Regions from separate parts of the Mus musculus genome. Here region 2 is linked to region 1. A link is a contact called in public HiChIP or PLAC-seq data. All regions are on one chromosome and are shown on one strand. The core of a region is the stretch at or near the end of the contact, and the rest is flanking DNA. Distances in the headings are between cores, read along the strand shown. Region 1 holds the start of Gkap1 (G kinase anchoring protein 1). Region 2 overlaps Agtpbp1 (ATP/GTP binding protein 1).

The links. HiChIP or PLAC-seq counts read pairs in DNA pulled down with a chosen protein or histone mark.
Region 2: an H3K4me3 HiChIP or PLAC-seq map of stem cell-derived neural progenitor cells shows a contact between it and region 1, with 7 times the contacts expected there. The contact joins the enhancer-like site here to the promoter of Gkap1 in region 1. A contact is called at or near these places in 6 of 39 promoter capture datasets (the 3T3-L1 cell line, the C10 cell line, cranial neural crest and 2 more) and 2 of 115 datasets of contacts at active chromatin or transcription factors (embryonic forebrain and stem cell-derived neural progenitor cells).

What each region holds. Positions count from the first base shown.
Region 1 is chr13:58,272,932-58,275,631 of GRCm38.p6, forward strand. Gkap1 (G kinase anchoring protein 1) reads right to left here and starts at 1,257. Exons shown (of 12, transcript NM_019832.4): 1 at 1,143-1,257. Gm26555 (a long non-coding RNA gene) reads left to right here and starts at 1,920. Exons shown (of 8, transcript XR_873524.3): 1 at 1,920-2,700.
Region 2 is chr13:59,508,881-59,511,686 of GRCm38.p6, forward strand. All of the region lies in intron 11 of Agtpbp1 (ATP/GTP binding protein 1), which reads right to left. Among named protein-coding and RNA genes, the nearest start is that of Agtpbp1, 47 kb to the right of the region's middle. Within about 2 kb of position 1,266, at least 98 of the 459 cell types and tissues checked have an H3K27ac peak or open chromatin away from gene starts, as enhancers often do.

The sequences.
Region 1 (2,700 bases), core at 7-2,506:
CCCCCCCCCCCCGCAACACACACACTGGTTAGGTGCAGCCTTCCTTTTCTAATCCGAAGCTCTCAACTTCTGTGGGTTGTGAACTCTTAGAAACAAAAACAAAAAGCAAACTGCAGACATGTACTAAGGAATTCAGTCATGAAGTGCAAAGGTGATTTTCACTTGCACACAACGTCCCTCTGATCCACGTGTAGGTTCTCGCTCTAGAGTGATTGCTAGAAGCCCCTAGGGTTAATATTAAACAGGTGTATTTCGATCTTTAGTGAAAAATCACATTAAAGAGGCTTAGACTAACCGATTTTAGTGGCATAAGCTAGTGTAGGGAAACCCCAGGCTTTCTAGGAAGATTCTCAATACAGCATTACCATCTTTCGGCAGTTTCTCCAGTATTTCTGGAGCTACAGCTTAACTTCATTCCCGTGACAGGCGGGCGCAAGCGCCTTCACATAAACAGACGAGGCTGAAGAACAATGCTTGTGTTTTTCCAGCGCCTCTGCCTCTCGCTAGAACTCTCCACCGACATCCCTTGAGAAATGTCGCCAGTGGAGGGAGCGGGGCAGACAATGGGATAAACTTTTGCCCCGACTGCTCCGCGTTTACAGACACCCCGAGGCTGGCACCCTACCGCTGCCACCGCCGCCGCCGCGCATAGCTGCTGGAAGCCCCGACAGCAGGGGCTTGTGCGAGAGCCTGCGCATCTACCTCGGGCTGCTGGGAGGGAGGGAGGGAAGGCGAGCGGCGAGCAGCCCCTCTCTCCTCCTTCGGGAACCGAAGCCAAATCTCACGCACGAGCAGTTCCGGGTGCTCCAAAACTTGTTCGCGAAGTACCCGGAGAAAGAGCGCGGCGGGCTGGGCGAGCCCCAGCCGCTGCCGAGACGCGGTGTCCAAGCCTGCAAGCGACACCGGCGTCGGGTGGGCGCCCCGGGGAGCCCCGAACGGGCGGCCGCACCTGCTGTCACTCCCGCGGCCGGCCGCGGCGGACCAGGCCTGCGGCCCGCACTCCCCCGCAGCCTCCGCGGCCCTCCCGCCGCCCGGCCCCGCTCGGCTCAGCCCCGCTCGGCTCCGCTCCGCTCCGCTCCCCGCCTCAGGCCGCACTCGGCCGCGTCCCCTCAGCCACGAGCTGCGAGGCTCCGTAGACTCACCGGGCCTCCCTCGCCGCGGTGCGGCCGCTCCCGTCTCCCCGCCGCTCCCGCGCTACCCCCGGGCGTTGGGCGCGGGCCGCGGGGCGTCCGCAGTAACGGGCCCGCGGAGGGCGGCGGCGCGCGGAGGGCGGGGCGGGGCGGGGCGGGGCGGACCCGCAAGCCTGGCGCCCGCCGTGGCCGGCCGGCGCGCGGGACTTCTTTGCCGAGGGTCGCAGCGCGGCGGACGCTGACGCCGAGGAGAGGTCCGCGGGGGACGGACTGCGGAGGACCAGAACCACCTGCTGGAGGAGCCGCGCTACGGGGGCCGCGCAGGGTCCAAACGGCTCGCGTAGGCGGCGGCTCCGCGGTCCTCGGGGTCGCGGAGCCGGGAAGGTGGGAGGCCTTCCGGGAGGAGGCTTAGGCCGCCGCGGGCGGCGCGCGGCGGGATCGCCAGGCTGTGGGGAGGCCCGGGGGCGGAGGCGGACCTCCAGTCGGCGAGGGAGGGCGGTGCTGCACGAGATGCAAACAGCCGGACGGCCTTGGGTTCCCGCGGGAGCACCTCCGGGGCCGCTTTAGTTTTGCAAAGTTAAGCGGCTTACCGGCAAACCCGTCCGCTACCGCCCAGCCGTGCGGGCTGCCCGGCGATGTCCCGCGCGAGTCACCGCCGCGGGTGTAGACGTGGGGGACACAGTGGGGAGCGAAGCAAAGAATCGCAGAAGACGCCAGATCACCCTAGGGCCCGGTGGAAAAAGAGAATGTTACTCGGGATCCGAGGACTGCGAGCATCTTTGGGGCAGCGCGAGGGAGGAGGCTTTTGGATTTGGCCTGGGAAGAGGTGGGGTTTTGCGGGGAGACCTCGGGGCCTTGGATGGAGGCCATTGGACGCTGCGTTCCACAATGAGATTGGAGGTGTTGACAAGTGGCAGAGACGACTGAAAAATGAGGGAGGGGGGCGGCGGTGGTGAGGGATGGCTGAGTTCCAAGAGTAAGGATTGATGTTTAAGGCAATATTTGATGTTTTAGGATTTAGAAGTTTGAAGGAAGAAATGAAGGCTTTTTTTGCTTTGTAACTCCTGCAGATGTTAGAGATTGAAAACTGGCAGTCCTGTGTAGACCAGGCAGACGGTAATAACAGATGAGCTATGGGGGGGCGGGGGGGGCGGTGAGGACACACGGCTATGAGCCCCCAACACTTGGCAAGCTGATCAGAAAGTGAGTCCAAGGCCGGTGGCTACACAGAAAGATTGATCCGGGGGTCGGGGCCAAGAGGATGGGGCAAGACAAGATAAAGGAAGGCAGGAAGAATTTTAAATGATTGAGAAGTGATGTGGAGGTGCATTCTACAGGATTTGAACATCTGATTGGGAAGGGAGAAATGAGGTCTTGAGACCCGGTTGCTTGTAAGAGGGAGCGTGAACACTTGGAAGAGGAGGATGCAGCTACTTACCGGTTTTCATAGGACTGGGGTTGAAGGCAGCTAAATAGGTGGCCATAAGCAGTTGAAGCAGTTCTAAAACAGCTGAAAGAACTGCACCTGGACAGTACACTGGGTGCTGGGGAATAGTTCAGTCGATAGCTT
Region 2 (2,806 bases), core at 16-2,515, 1.2 Mb after region 1:
ACTCCCCTCTATGCACTGTTTGTGTCAGATCCATAAGGACAACCTACAGATGTATGGTTATGTCTGTGTACAAAAACACGCTTTTCCAGCAGGAAGTGGTATGCTGTGTATCTAAAGTTTGCAGCTATAAGCACACAGACACGGGAACACAGCTATATTTTATTCACTTTCCTTTTATCTGGTTCTGTTAAATATTTTGTCATTTTTGGGCAACACTAGCAATACTCCCCACAGCCCAGCTATTTCGCCTCTCAATGGGGAGTCCTTTCTCTGTCTTGCTAACTTGGCATCTTTTAATAGTTCATTACCATACTGACATATGATATAGATAAGAGTTAGTGACAGATTATTGAAAACAACTGCAAATTTCTGTAATAAATTTTATCTGGAATCTCTTCATGGTATTTACTAAAATAATTATTTGGTTTCCTTCTTTTGACCTACTAATAATAAACTTCACCCACTTTAATATTAGAAGTAACCTAGATGTCCTACGTAAGAGACCACTGCCCAGTTCTATTTGCTCTGTTTTAGAGTCTGCACATCTGACTGGTGGGCTTCAGCTGCGGGTTATTTCTGGTAATTCTCACCAGGTTTTGCTTTCAGCACCATGCTAGCTTCTAAGCTTTGCTTTTTTTCTATGCCTTGAAAGTTGAGAGAACTCATCTATGGCATCATCAACAGTTAATACCACAAAACAAACGTAACTATGTACTGCATTTGGGGATTTTTGCCTGTTCAAGTCACTTTTAAGCAATTATATGTCCCTAAAATACTACTTCAATTATAAATTCAAATGTATTAAGAGTGGTTCTCTCTAGCGTGGATACTTATTTACATAATCTTTTCTACCTTTGCAGAGACTGGGGGCACAGTAACTCGCCAAACTGACTACTTCCCCAATCCCAGATTTGATTCTGCTCTGCCATGCAGATTGTGTGGTCTACACGGATCAAACAGCCGCAGCTGCCCTGCCTCGAGCTCCTTCCCTCCTGGGCCAATACTCCGGGGAAACACACACCTTTCCTGGCTCCCTGCCCAGCTTTCCACCCACTGCTCTGGCTCCCCAGTGAGTACCTGCTTCTTGGGTTTCATTTTCACCAGTGTAAGAGTCTTTGAATACTATTGTCACAGGACAGAGCCCACAGCAAGTGTCCCCTTTCTCATTTCCCCATGCCTGGTGAATTCACCACACTGCAGGTATACTCTTGCTATCCCTCAATCTAGACACTGACGAAATATCCCTGTGAGGATTTCTTCTCCTTCCTTCCTCCTGTTACTTCCTGTTGCATCACAAAAGAGCCTCTTCAGCCTTCTACCACTCAGAACCACCACGTAACCCCTTCACCGCACACCACCACAGACCTATACTGAGATACAGGAAAGGTTTCACAAACTCCTTGTTGTCCCTCCAAATGGAATGCTAGAACATAACTAAAGCAGAGACACTGCTCCTCAGAGGAGGAAGGCCGTCTTTCCTCAGCCTGTCTGCCACAGCAGCACTGTTTCCTAAGACTCCTCTTGCCTCCCTTTCAGATTTGCTACAAACGTCCTCGCCTTAATGCCTGTTGGAAATTTCAAACTCTTCCACTCAGCTAACTTACTCAGAAGTTTCTCACTCAGTCTTGTTGACTTTTAAACTTTGTATTATTTAATTTTTATCACTCTTTTACACACACTCCCTCTCTTAACATACAATCTTACACAGTTACACACATACTCCATATACATAGTCCCTCTCTTACACAGTCTCTTACATTCTTATGCACTCTTACACACACTCAGTCTTACACATACACTCTTTCACACACTCTTACACACACTCTTACACATGCTCACTCTCTTAAACTCTTACACACACACTCTAACATACTGTCTCTTACACAGTTACACACTCTCTTATACACAGTTACACACACACTTCACATACTCCCTCTCTTACACATACTCCCTGTCTCTTACAGACATACACTGCAACACACTCTCTTTTTCACAGTCTTTTACACACATTCTTTACACTCTCTTACACACACACTCTCCATTAACACTCTTACACACACTGTCTCTTACAGATTCTTACACTCTTACACACTGTCTCTTACAAATATACTCTCTTACATATACATTCACTTACACATAACACTCTCACACACAAACATACTCTCTTACACACATACATACTCTTACACACACACACACACACACATCGGGAGAGGGCAGAGGATAACATGCCAAAGGTCACTTTCTCCTTCCACCATGTGGGTCCTAAGAATTAAACTCAACTCACCAAGCTTAGCATAAAATTCCATTACCTACAAACCATCTCACCAGCCTGACTTTTAAAAGGTGTTTCTAAATGATCCATTTTGTGTCAGTTATATCTGTGTTTAGATTGTTTAACTAATAATATACCTTATGATATATGCCATTAATAAATCCATACTAGAGATTCAAAAAATGACAATTACTTGGAGGCTCTTTTAAAATGTTTATTTCAAGCTGGGAGGGAGGTGTTAGTGGCCTTTAATCCCAGCACTTGGAAGGCAGAGGCAGGCGGATCTCTGAGTTCAAGGCCAGCCTGGTCTACAGAGTGAGTTTCAGGACAGCCAGGGCTACACGGAGAAACCCTGTCTTAAAAAACAAAACAAAACAAAAATTATTTCTTCAAGTAAGTGTTTTATAAATAATAAAAAATAACTAACTTTTAAAAAATATATAAGAAAACAGAATTCTATGAATATCCGTAACTACCCCTTTCTTCTATTTCAGTAGATACCACCAAACCAAAACCAAAACCAAAAACTGA